Regions from separate parts of the Lactuca sativa genome. Here region 1 is linked to region 2. The links are chromatin contacts, called in public Hi-C maps. All regions are on one chromosome and are shown on one strand. Each heading gives the region's core, a stretch centred on a gene start, on an enhancer-like site or on the middle of the called end of the contact. The rest is flanking DNA. Distances are from core to core; before and after follow the strand shown. Region 1 holds the start of LOC111876165 (probable WRKY transcription factor 7). Region 2 holds the start of LOC111876167.

Region 1 (2,776 bases), core at 1-2,500, 150 kb before region 2:
CTCTCTCTCTCTCTCTCTCTCTCTCTCTCTCTCTCTCTCTCTCTCTCTCTCTCTCTCTCTCTCTCTCTCTCTCTCTCTCTCTCTCTCTCTCTCTCTCTCTCTCTCTCTCTCTCTCTCTCTCTCTCATCTCTCTCTCTCTCTCTCTCTCTCTCTCTCTCTCTCTCTCTCTCTCTCTCTCTCTCTCTCTCTTATTATTTTTGTATCCATAAAAGTTTTTCATGTGTATTTGATGTCAAAATCTAGAAAATACATTGAGAATGGTCAATTATTTGGAATAGTCAAAATCTAGAAATTAACCTTGAAAACCTGTATTATGTCCAGTTTTGTGAAATAAAAACTAGTTGTGAGACCTGAGACCTATGTATTAAATGATTAATTTTAGAGTAAATTACACGATTGGTCCTTATGGTTTGGGGTAATTTTTGTATTTGGTCAATAACTTATTTTTTTTAACTCGGAAGGTCCCTAATGTTTGTTTTTGTTACGCATTTGGTCCCTGCTTTTCGTTTTTGTTTCGCGCTTGGTCTGTGTCTTACCTAAAAAGACTATTATTTAAATAGGGAAAAATGATATGGTAGGTAGGGTAATGTGAGGGGGTTGGGATTGGGGTGTGTTTATTTAAATAAGTTAAAAAATCAAGGGCAAAATAGTATTTTTAGGTGAGACAGGGACCAGACGCGTAACAAAAACAAACAGTAGGGACCTTCCAAGTTAAAAAATAAGTTAGGGACCAAACACGCAAATTACCCTAAACCATAGGGACCATTCGTGTAATTTACTCTTTCAGATCACAACATTACATACACCACAATAAAATGCTATCGAACAGGAAAAAAATCAAAATTCAAAGGAAAATAAATAAATAAATTATATTTTCATTTTATTTCTATTTGACAAAACTGAACATAATATAGATTTTTAATGAAATGATTCTGAATTTTGACTATTCTATATAATTGACTATTCTCAATGGGTTAATTCTAGATTTAGACATCAGTACACATTAAAAAAAATGTATGCTTACAAAAGTAACATGATGACCATTTTTAATAAAAGGAAAAAAAATAGCCATTTTATACATAGTGCATTGTAACCTTTGTGGCTTTCACTGTTTTCCATCTTTCGTTAATAAGTATAAATATAAAAAAATAATAAATAAATAATAAATAAATAATTAAGATGAAATATGATTATTTTTTTTTTTTTTTTAGAAGGCAAAACAATCCAACGAATGTGAGTAGTTTTTGACTTTTTATTAAAATCTGCACCGTTGCCATGGTCTTCTCTAAAAAACATAACCCTGGGCCACACATGACGTTACGGTCAATCTCTGACATTTTCGCCACCCAAGATTTCTACACGTGTAAACCGATTACTGGTTTCAACCTTTGACTGCAGATAGACGAGCAAGGATATTTTGGTCATTTTACTAGATAGCACCCACCGCATCAACTCTTTGACTCTCTTCCATCCCTAATTAAATTACCCCTTTCTCCATCGAAACCACTGTCCATTGTTTTGATCAATGTTTTTGATCTGATATGGCTGTTGAGCTCATGAATTCCATCAGAATCAATAGTTTCAATGGTAAAATGGAAGAAATCGCCGTCCGTGAAGCCGGCGCCGCTGGGCTTAAGAGCCTTGAGAATCTAATCGGATTACTTTCATCCCAATCCCACCATGAACCGTCGTACTCCGCCGGTACTAGCGATGCTTCTTCAACCACCGATTACGTAGCTGTCGCCGATGTCGCTGTCACTAGGTTTAAGAAATTCATCTCTCTTCTCGATCGGACTTCCACTGGTCACGCCCGATTCCGACGTGGACCTGTTTCGAATCCACCTGTTGTATTAGAGAAAAAGTCGGCATTCACTCCGACGGCGGGAAATAGCAGCCAGCAATACAATCAGACGGTTGTAGCGGCGGCGGAGAAGGTAAATTCTTCTACGGCACCGATTCAGCAGCGGTTTCCCCAAATCCATCTGGCGAAATCGGGATCCTTTGATAGGAAGGATGTTCCTACCAACACCATCAATTTCGCCGCCGCTGCAGCCTCTCCGGCGAATTCGTTTATGTCATCGTTGACCGGAGACACCGATGGGTTACAACCGTCGATGTCTTCTGGATTTCAGATCACGAACCTTTCACAGGTTTCTTCCGCGGGCCAGCCGAATATGTCGACTTCTTCTTTCAAAAGGAAATGTAACTCGGTGGATGATTCTCACACAAAATGCACTAATTCTTCCGGTCGTTGCCATTGTTCCAAAAAGAGGTACTAAACTCCGATCTCCTTTTAAACATACAACTTCTAACCACGATTGTCTCAATCTGGGTGTTACAGTATGCTATTTCATTAATTGGATTTAACCTTTACACTTGAATTTTTTTTTATAGGAAATCAAGGATGAAGAGGGTCGTGAGAGTGCCGGCGATAAGCATGAAGATGGCTGATATACCGCCGGACGATTATTCTTGGAGGAAGTACGGCCAAAAGCCGATTAAAGGGTCGCCACATCCAAGGTAAATATTTCTAGTTTCTAGTGTATATCGGAGAAGATCTTGACTCAGCCTAGTCAACTCATTGATTCCTACTCACTCACTCATTGACCACCTCACCGAGTCTTAACTCGGGCTAATTAAATTAAATATTGTCATTAACATTATTAGCCTTGGACAATGGAGCCTACCCAAAAGCCAAAAGTCAGACAGTTTGATTAATGGTGACTGTAGAGGGGTAGTTTCGGAAATTGACTTATATTTGTTGCTTGGACTTTAT
Region 2 (2,782 bases), core at 174-2,673:
ACAACAAAACAAACATTTTGAACCACTGGTGCAACTCGAATACATTTTGGACCAAACCTCCAATTTTTGACATACCACAGGGACCAAACTTGCTATTTTATCTTGTTTTTTCTTTTTTTCCTTTTCCAAAAATACCCTATATGCTTTGAAAACTGTCACTGTCTTCCTCTTATTTAATCACATCTTTTAATTTTAGTTGCATCCCTCTTTTTCTCTATTGATTATTGAAGTTCTTGCTTTAGACTTTAATTTCATCCTTTACTTTTTTTTTCATATTCAACACTCATTTTTTTGGTTGACAAATGTACGAGCACGAAGCAACTCATTTACTTCTTAACACCCATTTATTTGGCTTCACTTACAGGTTTTATTTGATTATAAGATAACTTTTGGACATTCTATTGACGAGTTCACAATGATTCATGATTACTAAGGCTCACAGGATTGGTGGTAGAAGATGCAGAGCTCCACTTCATTTTGCCACGCTTTCCTATAGTTTTTTCATACAAAATGGGCAGTGTTTGTCATGCCAAGTAGGGGAGAAAGGAAAAAAGAGAACGTGGCAACAGAGGAGAGAAAGTGACAAGTTTATGTGGAGTTGGCTGCCAAGCTCGGCATGGTAAGCTCAAGGGGCGGTGTTTACAGAAATCATACTTTTAAATAATGTTTTAATTAAAATCAATTTATATACAATTTGACACTTAAGATAATTAATCTTTGTTGTTATTATGTTATTAAAAACAAATGACACAACATAAACATATAAGCAAGTTCCATATAACTATTTGTATGATTTTCATTCAAAACCCATCCAAACAATATATACAAATGAATTAAAACATTTGGGAAACATAATAAACAAAAATTCCATCTCACTGAATGAGAATAAATCATTATTATTTAAAACCATTAAATTTCGATGTGTATATATCATGCATATAATTTCTTTTTTGTGTGTATAAGATCACACCTCATTGATTTCAAGCAAAAAATAATTTTTTGCTATGTAAATAATCATGAACACAAGCCGTTGATACTATTGTTGGATTTTGATGCTTATTTGAATACATGAAAGAAAATATAGCAACAAAAGCAATTACAACAAAAACACCAGGATCTAACCATGGATATGTGTTCCTAAAAAAACTGCAACAATCTGGGATAGAATGATTTCTTCTCATTGTATCAACCAAAAAATGAGTGTTGAAAAAAAAAAAGGGTAAAGGAAGAAATTAAAGTCTAAAGCAATAACTTCAATGATCAATAGAGAAACAGAAGATGCAAGTAAACTTAAAAGATATGATTAAATAAGAGGATGATAGAGACAGTTTCCGAAGCATATAGGGTATTTTTGGAGAAAGGAAAAAAGAAAAAACAAAGATAGGCTGTTTTAAAGGGGGCGTTATTGAAAATATATATATAGAATTCAAAGGTATCAGGCAAAAGAACATATGCACAAGAACCCAAAAACAAAACCTAGCCACATAACACACTTGAGAATCATTTGATACTGAAACGAAATTGGAGATAATGCCATGGATGCTAAGGACGTCGATATGATGGATTCCGATGCTCCGGTGACATCTTCGTCACCAGTTCCACCAGGAACCCCCGAACTTTCCTCCGTCTCCCAGCAAATTGAAATTGCGAGAGGATTACTCACAGTAGCTCGCCAACTCATTGATCAGGGCAAGCCTTCTCAAGCTCTTCAAGCGGTAATTCTTACACTATCACCACTTCATTTGTTTCTTATAATTTATTGTTACTTCATTTCCCTTTTTATCTGATTCGAATGCCAGCTGTTCTGAACATACCTACATTTTGACTTGTTGATGTGATCGGAAAGAAATTTCGTAATGATTCCGTTGCTAAACCTCAACCTACATGATCCAATTTGTAATACTTATTAAAAATTCAATATCAATGCATTTGTTTTGTTTATCGCAAAACGGCGATCAAACTTCAAATTCAAAATCTAGGTTTTCGATAGAATAGAGGAAGCAAAGCACTTGAACTTGCTTCGATGCTATTGAATCGAAGTTTTCTTTTTCCTCCACGATCGGTTCCTTATATTTGGTTCTAATTGCATTGATTTTCTTGTGTTCATCTTAAACTCATTACATGATTTGCCTTCAGAGTTGTTTGATAATGATATGACATCAACTATCTTAAAACCAGATGATATGTTTAATTTTACAGGTGTTGACTGCAATGAGAGCCAAAGGAGGAGAAGCAGCTGCTGTTCAAACCCTAAATCGAGCTAATGAACTCTACAGAAACAGAGTAAATGAAAGGGCCGCTGATGAGCTAGCTTCATTGTTTGCTGAATGTGCAATTGAAGAAGCTTTACCTGCAATCCCCACTACCACCACCACCACCACTACCACCACCAACCACCCATCTATTGAACCAGATGCTGGCGGCACTTCTATACTGACAGAGACCGGGAGAAAACAGATCATGGTGGATGCATTCTCTGATGGCAGTAGCTTTGTGTGTGTACAATGTGGTGGCCTTGTTAGCAATGATCGCAGGGATGAACACTATGCATTCTGGTGTGGCCGTGTGTAAATGGTGAGATCCAGTTTCATGGTTTTTTCATGATATTGACATGTAATGGTTTTAGGTGTAATAGAACATCTCTTAAAGCGAATTGAATTTGCATCTGCAAATAATAAACCAATATAAATCCCATATACAACTTTCATGAAAAGATCTGTAGTATGCGGGTTTCAGCTGATTGTTGATGAAAATTTGAGCTTGGAAGACATAAGGGCATGAT

Evidence for each region. Hi-C and Micro-C count contacts between places; a contact is called where the count stands out from the background.
Region 1: a contact with region 2 is called in a Hi-C map of leaf, with 4 times the contacts expected there. The contact joins the promoter of LOC111876165 here to the promoter of LOC111876167 in region 2. A contact is called at or near these places in 2 of 4 Hi-C or Micro-C datasets (bud and leaf).

The regions. Positions count from the first base shown.
Region 1 is chr1:27,876,388-27,879,163 of Lsat_Salinas_v11, reverse strand. LOC111876165 (probable WRKY transcription factor 7) reads left to right here and starts at 1,250. Exons shown (of 3, transcript XM_023872690.3): 1 at 1,250-2,272; 2 at 2,395-2,520. The coding sequence starts at 1,542.
Region 2 is chr1:27,730,345-27,733,126 of Lsat_Salinas_v11, reverse strand. It overlaps LOC111876167, which reads left to right and starts at 1,423. Exons shown (of 2, transcript XM_023872692.3): 1 at 1,423-1,715; 2 at 2,200-2,773. The coding sequence starts at 1,536. The coding sequence ends at 2,571.